Linked DNA regions of Triticum aestivum: region 1 is linked to region 2. A link is a contact called in public Hi-C data. All regions are on one chromosome and are shown on one strand. The core of a region is the stretch at or near the end of the contact, and the rest is flanking DNA. Distances in the headings are between cores, read along the strand shown.

The links. Hi-C and Micro-C count contacts between places; a contact is called where the count stands out from the background.
Region 1: a contact with region 2 is called in a Hi-C map of leaf, with 5 times the contacts expected there. The contact joins the promoter of LOC123078536 here to the promoter of LOC123074525 in region 2. A contact is called at or near these places in 2 of 5 Hi-C or Micro-C datasets (both in leaf).

What each region holds. Positions count from the first base shown.
Region 1 is chr3D:300,553,501-300,559,796 of IWGSC CS RefSeq v2.1, forward strand. LOC123078536 (transcriptional corepressor LEUNIG) reads right to left here and starts at 2,571. Exons shown (of 18, transcript XM_044501079.1): 1 at 2,175-2,571. The coding sequence starts at 2,236.
Region 2 is chr3D:299,942,812-299,949,040 of IWGSC CS RefSeq v2.1, forward strand. It overlaps LOC123074525, which reads right to left and starts at 2,412. Exons shown (of 1, transcript XM_044497341.1): 1 at 1,170-2,412. The coding sequence starts at 2,302. The coding sequence ends at 1,400. It overlaps LOC123078535 (transcriptional corepressor LEUNIG), which reads right to left. Exons shown (of 18, transcript XM_044501078.1): 14 at 6,144-6,229; 15 at 5,837-6,001; 16 at 5,619-5,738; 17 at 4,090-4,296; 18 at 3,354-3,743. The coding sequence ends at 3,597.

The DNA.
Region 1 (6,296 bases), core at 1,321-3,820, 610 kb after region 2:
ATTGGACCGGTTTGTGCTCCCGGCTCGCTGTTGGGCAGCTTGGTGAGGCCTCCGGATCTAGATGGTGGGGCTTCACTGAGAGGTCAGGACACATGGCCCTAATCATGGCCACTCCCATCATTGAGCTTGTGGGGTAGCGACAGCAGCCACAATCGAGATGGCTTCAGGTTGATCGATGTATTCTTTTTGTCAGGCTTCGTTGAATACAACACCAACAACAAAGTTTCAACAAAGTCTTTAGTCCCAAACAAGTTGGGGTAGGCTAGAGCTGAAACTCATAAGATCTCGCAACCAACTCATGGTTCTGGCAGAAGGATAGCAAGCTTCCACGCACCCCTGTCCATGGCTAGTTCTTTGGTGATACTCCAGTCCTTCAGATCTCTCTTTACGGACTCCTTCCATGTCAAGTTCGGTCTACCCCCGACCTACCATGACATTATTAGCATGCTTTAGCCGTCCGCTATGCACTGGAGCTTTTGGAGGCCTACGTTGAATATGCCCCAACCATCTCAGTCGATGTTGGACAAGCTTCTCTTCAATCAGTGTTACCCCAACTCTATCACGTATATCATCATTCCGGACCCGGCCCTTCCTGGTGTGGTCACACATCCATCTCAACATGCGCATCTCCGCTACACCTAACTGTTTAACATGTCACCTTTTAGTCGGCCAACACACAGCGCCATACAACATTGCGGGTCGAATAGACGTCCTATAGAACCTGTCTTTTAGCTTTTGTGGCACTCTCTTGTCACAGAGAACGCCAGAAGTTTGGCGCCACTTCATCCATCCGGCTTTAATTCGATGGTTCACATCTTCATCAATATCCCCATCCTTTTGCAACCCCAAATATCGAAAGGTGTCCTTTTGAGGCACCACTTGCCCATCAAGGCTAACCTCCTCGTGCCTAGTATTTCTAGAATTGCACCTCATGTACTCGGTTTTAGTTCTACTAAGCCTGAACCTTTCGATTCCATGGTTTGTCTTCATAGCGCTAACTTCCTATTAACCCCTGTCCAACTATCATCGAATAGCACCACATCATCCGCAAAAAGCATACACCATGGGGTATCTCTTTGTGTATCCCTTGTGACCTCATCCATCACCAAAGCAAAAAAGATAAGGGCTCAAAGCTGACCCCTGGTGCAGTCCTATTCTAATCGAAAAGTCATCGGTGTCGTCATCGCTTGTTCGAACACTTGTCACAACATTATCGTACATGTCCTTGATGAGGGTAATGTACTTTGTTGGGACTTTTGTTTCTCCAAGGCCCACCACATGACACTCCGCGGTATCTTACCATAGGCCTTCTCCAAGTCAATGAACATCATATGCATGTATTTCTTTTGCTACCTGTATCTCTCAATAGGTTAGTTGTTGTACGAAGAAAATGGCTTCCATGGTCGACCTCCCAAACATGAAACCAAACTGATTTTTGGTCACGCTTGTCATTCTTCTTAAGCGGTGCTCAATGACTCTCTCCCAGAGCTTCATTGTATAGCTCATCAGCTTAATTCTACGATAATTAGTACAACTCTGAACATCCCCTTGTTCTTGCAGGCTTTGTTGAATAATTTAATAAAAATGATCGTGTGCATCATTTTTTATGCAGAGGCCGGGGGTCCCAGCCTCCTTTTCGGAAGAAAATATTATCATTATTAGGCTTTTCTTTGCGAGAGAATCATCATCAGTAGGCTTGTGAAACTGCAACCTCCTGAAATAACGAAGCTACTTCGTGTTCAAAAGTGCAGCCCTCGTGAAAATATTACCAATTAATAGAGAAGTACTAAAAAAATTCATCGTTTCACAATAGATTTTGACAAAAATCGCACACTCTATCAAAACCTAAGCTTCGGAACGAAATTAATTGTATACTAAAATCACTAATACAAACTTACACAGACAGTCTAGTCGGGAAGTGAATTAATTGTATGCAAACAGGACACAAATCGTGCCTGCAATTACTCGCTAAGCTGAGCCTACCCGGAAAAGAGGAGCTAAATGGGAACCGCTGAGAAATAGGAGCTCCCACAAAACGATATTCCCCTCTCGCTCGCTGCTCGCAGGTACTGATCTATCACAATGCTCGCCCAGGAAGCACCGTGACCGCAGAACTCCACGAATCAACACAAGGAAGCATGCAACAAACCAAGGATTTTAGAAGATATCCTCACATCTTATCCGCCTCCCAGTTGGTCTGCGACTGAGACTGGGACTGAGACTGAGATTGCGACATGGCTCCGCACCCGGCGCCACAACCTAGCAAATCCGGAGGCGCCCACGAGAAAGGAGCCCGGCCAGGGTGGTGTTTCCCCCCGACAAGCGCCTCCGCCTCTACGGCGACTGGGCGCGGGCAGTGACGCGCTAGCTCCCCGCAGCCGCCGGGGACGGTGGGCGCGCGTATCTCTCCCCCGCAGCAAGGGCAAGCCCTTAGGGGTGACTGGGTGGGGGAGGCGAGAGGAGAAGGTTGGATGCGTCTGCAACGGCGGGACGGGAGGAGAGAGTGGAGCGTAGGCGTAGCAGAGAGAGAGGGGTGGGAGAGAAGTGGAGAGGAAGACAAAATCGACGGGAGGGAGGGGAGAGGGGGATTGGCCGCGCTGCGTGTACCAGAGACTTGTATGGGAACTGATGGTTTGTGTATGACGCGTGGGTCCAGGAATATTAATTCCGTCAAGGGGCCTACTGTCAATTCTTAGGGTTCAGCGTGGAAGCCATTCATACGTTTTTTTTCTTTTCTTTGCGAAGCTTTTACATCACGGAGGCTACTGGAGTCTGGAGACATGGTGATAAATTGCATACTTCCAAAATACTGCGCAGCACGCAAGTAACGCACATCGGCACCATACAACCGAAGAATTTGACTTCCTCAGAAAAAAAAAAAGAATTTGACATCAAATTTGGACTCAGACGATGCCCGGTAGCTTTGTGACTGAAATTTTGATTTTAGGACATTGAAAAACATCGACACATAAATGATCGCTTTGACTATTTTGTAATTGCAGTCTCACAACTAAAATAATGTGCACTTAGAGTTTTTTTTAACACAGTACAGACGCAACATATACACGCGCATACACTCACCCCTATAAGCACCCCCGAAAGATTGAGCCGGCATATCATTTTCAAATTTAGGAAGCACCATAGGCACCTCGTCATTGACGGGAACGTCTCCTCCCACTGAATGCGCATCGCCGGAAATCCTGCAATAAATTCAGGAATAAATGCAAGCACCAGGACTTGAACCCTGATGGGCTGGGGATACCGGTCCCTCTAACCATCCAACCACATGTTGGTTCACATGTGCACTTAGAGTTAATCTGTGATTTTTGAGTAGTCAAAGAATTTTTTTCTCACAGTTCTTTCTTTCTTTTTGACAGTATTCGGTTAGTCAAAGATAGCTATATGCTACGTACTAGTAGTTGTTTGTTGAAGAAACCAGGCTCACAATTACGTATTAGCAACATCTTTGTTTGATTGATACGATTGGTAGGTGCTAATCATGAAGGTTCCACTGATTATTCGAAAGACGCATTAATTAATCAGTACTACTACGTCTGTGTCCTTCGAAGCGTAAGGGAAAAATCACTGGCAATCTGTATGTTAAGTTCGTGGAGAAACCCGATCGATATGTTTAGTTTATCAACTGGACAGGGGTCACGTGGGTTTGTTGCATGCTGTTCTCTTAAGCAAACAATGCCTAATTGAAGTCTGTTGGTTCAGTGGCATGTCTCTCACCCATTATCCTGAAAGCAATGTGACTTGTAGAGATTGCTTCTCAGGAGTAAAAAGCATAAAACCATTACTATCATGGTGACATTAGTAGAAAAATCACCCATTTTCTTTTTGTCAAAAAAAAGACACCGACGTTAAAATTTTGCCAAAAGCATTGAACGTCACTTGACGCTGATTCAAACGTGGCAAAGGGCTGGCCGCGGAGGTGACGGTTGTTAACCGCCAAGGGCCAAGGCGTTAAAGATGACCACAGTCCACAGGGGCCACCCGTCTCTCTCTCTCTCCTCTCTCTCTCTCGCAATCCTCCCGTTTCACCTCCCACGCAACGTCGTGGCGGTCCTGGTTCTCATGCAGCATGGCGAGCACCATGTCCTTGGTATTCAGCGGCAGCGGGAGTGTAATGTTGCTCAACAACATGGTGCTCTTCCCCGCAAGGCTCGTCTACCCCTCCCATGTGATGCACAAGCTCGATGCCCACCACCTCCTGCAGGCACACCCGCGATGGTGGCGGCAAAGGGCGGCTCGATGACACTCGACGAACCTCCCTTGACGAGGTCCTTGATAATCCCTCCGTGCAACGAATTGTCGTAGCACTTTCCCATGATGGAGGTGGTAAGTATGGAGTGTTGAACCCACAAGGAGCTAAAGGTAGATTAATATTCTCTCGGGTCCTATATGCCACTGATACAATCCTACGTACACTAAGTGTTTGCTTTACATAGAAAATAAAACTATAACTACTTTGCAGATAAGAAAGGGTAGCTTTGCAAGACAATAAAGAACTTCAAAATAAAAGTTATGTGTTGTTTAAGTAAAATTACAATAAAATAAAGATAGCGAGTATGAAAAAAGAGGTGGTAGGATATCCGGAATTGTCCCTAGGCAATTAGTTAAGTTACTAGACCGATCGTCATCATTGCAGTTTTATATGTGGGAGAGGCCTCTACTAACATACTATCCTTACTTGGAATCATACGTACTTATGATTGAAATTATTAGCAAGCATCCACAAATACTAACACGCGCATTATGTTAAACTCAACCATAGCATTAAGATATATTGTTCCCCTTCATCCCATATGCATCAATTTCTATGGTGTGGCAAGGTAACTCTGTCACTCCGGCTATCGTATGCATGGTCCTATCAACATATTACTGGCCCTAAGGTGTGATCCACGCGTGCTAATATGATGGGCACCAAAGGACATCAACATAACAACATGCAACTCGAAATAACCATAGCAATTCACCAATTAACCATAGGACAAAAATAATCTACTCAGACATAATAGAGATGCAATAGACCATCGGTAAATAATATATATATATATATATATATATATATATATATATATATATATATATATAAGCATCAAACACCAAGTTCAAGTAGGGATTGCAGAGGTTTGTGGGAGAGTGGATCATTGTATAGAGAGGTAGTAAGGTGATGGAAATGTTGATGGAGACGGCGGAGTTGATGATGATTCCCCCGGCGGCACTCTGGCACCACCGGGAAAGAGGGGGAGAGAGGCCCTTCCTTCTTCTTATTCTTACTTGGCCTTCATCCTAGATGGGAGAAAGTTTCCCCCTTTCGTCCATGGTGTTCTTGGCCTCCCGGGAGCATGAGCCTCCCCCGAGATTGGATATTGGAATTTTCTTTGTCTCTCTGCGCTGAAATCTGAGAGCTTTCACCGTTTTATTGACCCCGGGAGATCCGTAAGTCTGGAAATCTAAAAAACTTATGGCGGTTCCTCAACTTCCGGTGCAAGATACCCTCCAAAGGGAAACCCCAACCGACCTCCATAGCCCCCAAAAGGGCCCACCCCATGGATAGGGGGTGTTCACGTGTGGAGGCCATCTTGAGCCTGTGGAGCTCCTCTCTGGGTTGGTCCGGGTCCCCTTAGTCTCTTATTTTCCAAAATAAATCCTCGTAAATCCCTGTGCATTTTTTAGCTCCACAAATGTGGATTTTCTAGTAAATGAAAAACATGCAGAAAATAACACCTGGCTCTAGCACTAATTAATATGTTAGTCCAATAAAAATAATATTAAAGTGCATCAAAATCATATACAATTGATGTGAATATAGCATGAGTACTTCAAATATATAGATACGTTGGAGACGTATCGGTCCTGCGTGGGGATTTCCTCAAACAACTTGGCTGCGATGCCAGACTTCGTGTAGACCTCTAGGACGTTGGCCTCGGTCACGAGCGTGTCGGGGTTGGATGAGGTGAGCTTGGGCCAGTGCATCCATTTTGTCTCCCATGCATCATCATCGCCGAGTACTCCATCTTGTAGCCCTCCATCGCTGGAACCCACATTGTCCCTACCACCTACCTAGCTCGGTTCGATTCAGCGCTCATCGCACCCGCGGGAGCAGAGTGCGCCACCTGATGAGAAATGCCAATGATGAGGTGTTGACCACCTCGGGACGTTAATGGCGTCCAGCCGATCCTCAGAACCCAAAATCAGCGCATCCTCTTAATACCTGTTTGCTCAAATCAACTGGACACCCCCCCGGTTTCATCAGGGGCGGTTGGTAGGCATCCCTTGATGACAGC
Region 2 (6,229 bases), core at 1,162-3,661:
GCTTATGTATCTTGCAAATTGCACAAGACCTGATATTGCATTTGCAGTGAATCTACTTGCTAGACATAGCGCAGCTCCCACCAAACATCATTGGTCTGGAGTGAAGAATATCTTTCGATATCTCCAAGGCACAAAGGATCTTGGCCTATTTTTCAAGTTCCAGAAAAATCAGGACTCTGATATGATTGGATATGCAGATGCCGGTTATTTGTCTGATCCCCATAATGCCAGATCTCAGACCGGCTTCGTGTTCCTACATGGTGGCACTGCTATATCATGGAAGTCTTCGAAACAGACTCTGGTGGCAACATCTACCAATCATTCTGAAATAATTTCATTATTTGAAGCAACATGCGAATGTGTATGGCTTTGCAGAATGATAAACCACATACAACAGTCATGTGGAATGGGTTCGATAAAATCACCTACCATTATCTATGAAGATAATGCGGCCTGTGTTGCGCAGATGCAAACAGGATACATCAAGAGTAATATCACCAAGCATATTTCTCCTAAATGGTTTTTCCCCCCATAATCTTCAGAAAAGCGGGGAAATAAGCATTCTGCAAGTCAAATCATGCGACAACCTTGCTGATTTATTTACCAAGTCTCTACCAAATTCTACATTTGTGTTCATGGAATTGGTATGCGAAGACTTGGGGACTTGCAGGTGTCAGGGGGAGTCTCTTCTTGAGATATCCTTATTTTAATGACATCACATTATGCTATCTTTCTTTGTGAGTATATGTTTCAGGATCTCATCAAAGATTTTATGAAGAACTTTTGAAGGAGAATCTTTTGAGATGATAGAGCTTCCCGGACAATCGTGAAGATAATTCTACATGGTCAAGCGTAGATTAGGGGGAGTGTTAAGATTAAACTATAATCTGTAATTAAGGGAAATCTCCCCTTGCCCATCGAACGAGTTGCACCGGTACGGACGCCTGTGTCCGTTGCAACCGTCGCCTCTCTCCCGTCCTCCTGGAACCGATGCATCTTTTCGGGATCGTCGCGTCTCTCCAGGAAATATATATACTCTCTGTAACCATTGACAAAGGATAAATCACTTTCGATTCAAAACAGAAACCATGCTCTCTTGTAGCTTGGCTACAAGGATCCCTGGACCGACATATCGGTGACTAATGGCACCTGCAGTATGTCAAGGGATATGCTTCCATATGAGTCCTCGGGACCCTACCATTGTTAGAAAGATATCCTTTTGCACTTGCATCTCTACCCCTCTTCTTAAATTACTCTAGTTCAGTTCATAATAAGAGTATACCAAATCTGGTCATGAATCATGACTGCTAAATTAATATCATAATCATAGCGCAGACTAACACATGATTTTGATTGGTTCATACGTCTCCGTACAAGGAATGCGTACGCAGTTACGCAGTCAAATGAAGCCGCCGAGGGAGAGGCTGAGGGTGGCCTGAAGGTCGAGCCGCCAGAGGTAGCCGCCAGCGTCTAGCCGCCACACGTCGCACGGGGCCACGAGGGAACCTCGGCGAGGGCATGCGTACGGGACGTGCACCCGACAGGTGAAACCGGCACAGGAGCCCCACGCCGGCACGGGGGCGCCATCCTTGGCGGCGAGCACCACCCGCACCTCGGAAGCAGCCGCCGACGGGGCCATGGCAGCGTCGGCGCCCTCCCTACCGGACACTGCCCGGTTGAAAGCCACGTTTGTCCAGGTGACGCGGCCGCACTGGTCGGACACGAACGTTGGGCCCTCGTCGCCGCCGCAGGCCGCAGCGTACGGCTCCTCGCCGTCGCGCCAGATGCCTGTAACGTCTTCAACCGTCACCCAGGACACCACTTGCCTCAAGGCCTGCGGCGGCAGGACCAGTCCGGCAACGTGGGCAGGCGCCAGATTCGCCACCGGCGCCGCCCCACCGAACCCCTCCTCTGCCGGCAGCACAGGCATGAGCGGCAGGGTTGCAGGCAGGGGTGGAGGAGGCGACGAGTCGACGGACGTCATCCCCGACGAGGAGGAGGACGGCGAGGACAAAGGCTTGTCCTGCACGTAGTCCAACTTTTGCGTCGTCGGTGCAGCCACAGTGGCTGGCTTCTTGTGCTTCCGTCCCCTCCTCCCAGTACCCCCTGCAACCGCCTTCCGCTTCCCCTTCCCAGCCGGCACGGCCGGCATCGGCGCAGGCGCCATCGCCGCCGGCTTTGGCGCGATGGGCCTAAACTTCAGCATGGCCCTTCCCATGTGCCACCCCTGGCCTGCCTGTGCCTGGGCGGCCCCGGCTGCGTACCTCGGCGCCAAGCAGCACCCTCCCTTCCTCTCCATCATACACCACGCGCCTCGGTGGAAGCAGAACAGAACAGCAGCGACTAGTCTCAGCTACACTGAGTGCTACTTTCTCGGCGCGGTGCGAGTAGACCACGGCGGCAATCAGGTTGGTTTTATACAAGGACGCGCAAGGGACACGCGTCAGGGAGCACAGGTGTCGCGAGTGGGCGCGGGCTATGATTGGTCTCGCGACACCACCTGGCCCCCGACGGGCAGCGGCAGCACGTGAAAGGCCGTGACCCCATTGGGCGCGCTCGCCATGGCTGCCGTGGCACGCAAGCGGATTAAATATCTGCTATGAGTACCAGACTAGCCAGTAAGAGAAGAGATTTGTACTAGCGCTAGCGCGACGTGTCCCTTGCTTGCTGCCCCATCCCTAGAACGCAAGAGAGCGCAAAAGGCGTGATTCGCTTCGGCCACAAGTACAAGCACGCGCACCTCACTGAGACGTGGGCCTGACCGAGCTATGAGGTCCACATGTCTGTGGGGCGAAGTTCGAGGTTTTGCGTGTGATGTTGCTGCGGGTAAAGGTGGCGGTGGTCGGGTGGGTAGAGTGGGGGTGAGGATTTTGGACCAATGGGAGTGCGTCCAGTGTGCAGCGCTTTATTGGTGGGGAGGGAACACGTAGAGCGGTCAGAGGGACCGTCTGGAAGATCGATGGCTCGTGGCCCCATCGCTGCTGCTTTATCTTAGGGAAAGGAACCGTGCACCAAAACTACTAGCCCCACACAACATGGTCCAAGTCTCTAGACTAGTGAAAGTGAAGTTGTTGTACCGTCCGTGCGTTGGACATACTACTCTCCAGTTGATGCATCGGCCTACCCTAGGTCGGCGCAAGCATTGCGACTTCCTACTTGCCAGCAGAATCAAAGCTACCTTGCCCTCCACCCATACGTTGCTGAGTATCACGCAACACTTAGACAGCCTTAATTTTTACTCGGTTTTTCTTGATTGATAAAATAGGGATTGGGAAATATTACTTCTCTATCAAGGGGAGTTACAAGGCTTCAGGACGGTGACTTCCAAAAGGGCATACATGAGACGGCAAGGGTAGTTCTGTAACTTTTAATCAGCACAAAGTCCTCACTGTAACAGCAGGCAAACAGCCCATTCTATAACGAGTTACAAACTTGAGAAGCAGCATACAAGATACAACTAAGACAACCACAAATCGCAAACCTGCCTTTTGTTAGCTAGTACCTCCTTGTCATGTGGTTATCTGAACCATCCTGTTCTCTATAAAATCTAGCAACAGAATGTAAAAGTCGACAAACAACAGTCACTATTTTACAAGTCATTTCCAGAGCTTGACAAGCCTGTCATGACTAACTGAGGCAACCTTGCCTGTTGCGCTCGATGCTGCTAGGGCTGCAATTAAACCGTCATGAGCATTGTTGAAGGTCATGGCATTCTTCTCCCTGATGTCCCAAAGTTCCAAGGACTGCACGGCAGAGTATAGCAACACACACTATCAGCATGCTCGCAAAATGGAGTTTCTACACTCAAGCTCAAATGCACCCTCGTGAACAGTAAAGTTGAAAAGGCATTTCTATGGCGCTGGGTGAAAAAAACAAAATTGATGCTCCAAAAGGACTTTTTTTAAGCATTTTAGAGTGCTATTTTGTTATTTTTGCCCAAACCTCCACGAATGTGATTTCATCACCAAAATGTGCATGAAGGAAGAAAACTAAGATCGAGCCCAAATTCAATCAATTTTCTATTTATTTTTTTCCTGTTCATAGAGGGGCATTTGGGCTCGGGATTAAAAGGGCACTTTCGAAACTTACCTCGTAACAACCAATGACTAGCAAAGAAGGGTGAGCTGGATGGAAAACACATGTTTGAAACTTGTTCCCACTGCAGTTCAACTCATTCACAAATTCACCGTCCTGCCCAGAAGTAAATGACCATATTCTGACAGCATCTTCACTAACAGAAGCAAGATAGTCACCCGCAGAGTCCCAACAAACTGACTGAATGTCCTTTGCATGACCCTGCATACATGTAACAGAACTTCCCACTCAAAAATCCACCACCACCACTGGACGACAAGATACTTGCAACTTCTTTTTTGAGATGGAAGAAACATACAACTTAACATAATTAAGGTTCATAAAATCCCTAGAGGAAATACCATTTGAATCATAATCTTTGATGCCTTTGATATATATAGGAGATGATTATTAGCAAAGAGGAACTTATTCTGGGTGCACTGGTCTGATCATGCAGTGTCTACCTAATGGACCATGCTCCGTTTGTTCCCTAGCAGGTCAAATGGAAACTCTTGGACCAAGGAACACAATTCTACAGAAAGGTGTAAAACATATTTCAGTTTCGTCAAACCTACTGATTAAAGCCTCCTAGTGCCAAGGGCATATAGTGAACCTTCTTTGTCCACTGCTATCTTAGACAATTGGTATGCTTTTACTACTGGAGAAACTAAAGACATGGCACAGCATAACTTGCACAGTAATGAGTTCTCCAACAGCTGATAAAAAACAGCCACAGTGCCCAAACAACTGCCGTTTGGGGCACTTTGGGCCAAAAGGACCAGCTCCAGCAGATGATGTATCTCTACTTGATGATGCAAAAAATTGTGGGCAGCCCAAAACTTCAGCCCCAAGTGCTGCCCAAAAACCTCTAGTGGCTGCCCAATACCAAAACGCTGCGGCGGGAACCTAACTGCCACGCTGAAACTTCCCCATCGCCTGATCATCGCCCGGTTCTGACATATTCTCGCCGCCGGTCCCATAACGACCCCAGCCCGGAGCCACCCCACCGCTCATTCTCGTCGGCCAAGACAACCGCCACGACCCCAGCCGCTGCCGCCGATTCCGGCCATTCCCCCCACCCCCTCCACCACCAGAGAATGTCACCGTCGCTCCACCATTGGCCGTCGAGGTCGATTAGTGGCCGGGCGACCTCCAATCCAGCGGCCAGACCACCGCCAAGCTGCCAGACCCTTTCGGAGCTCTCGGCGCGCCACCGCCGGAGTTGGCCGCTCCCCCGGCTCCTGGTGCCTCCCGTCTCCTGTCCTAGGCGGCCCGGCGACCATCTCGACCCCGGCAACCTCCGCCGGTCGAAGTCAAGCTCGGCTCCCGGCAGCCGTCAGCTCCGCCTCCCCACCATTGGATCTCATGTTTCATTTGCTTTCCAATTTTTTGTCATCTGGAAAAGCAACAGCAGCCACGATACCCAAAAACCTTCTCTCCCTCCTACCCTATAATCGTTTTCTGGAGATGCTCTTATGAGAGGGATGTAAATGCGTTCTTAAATGCTCTCAGCAAATGTTGTAGCTGATCTTTTGGTAACAAACCTGTAAAGGGCTTCTACAAGCATGCTGTGTCTCCCCATCAAGTATGTAGATAGCCTTCTCTGATGCAGCTGCTAGATATTTTCCTTTGCGGGGTTGAAATCTCATCTGAGTGGCACCTCCCTGCGAAGATAACAATATGAGAGAAAACCATCAAAAAAATAATTGTTTGAGCAGAAAATTGTGCAGTATGTGAAAATCATAACTGAATAGGCAAATACCTTAAAAACCTTGACACAGGTCAGGCAGCTACCATTGTTAATGCTCCAACTGCGGACTTCCCCATCACTATCACAGGAGCAAATAATATCTTCTTTGTTGGGATGAAAATCAAGTGACATCACAGATGCTGAATGACCCGTGAAAGTACGGAGTGAATAGTCAGTCTGCACAGTCAAATCAGTTAGTCACAACAAACTAAGATTGCAGCAGTTTCTAATGCAATATCTTCGTACGAGAAATACATTGAAAGGAGGAAACAAATGCTAAGGAGTATACAAAGGAGGAAACAAATGCTAAGGAGTATACATTGTCAGCATCCCAAACCCGTACGGTTTTGTCAAAGGAAGATGTAGCAAGGCGGGACATGCTTGGGCTAAATCGAACATCGGTTA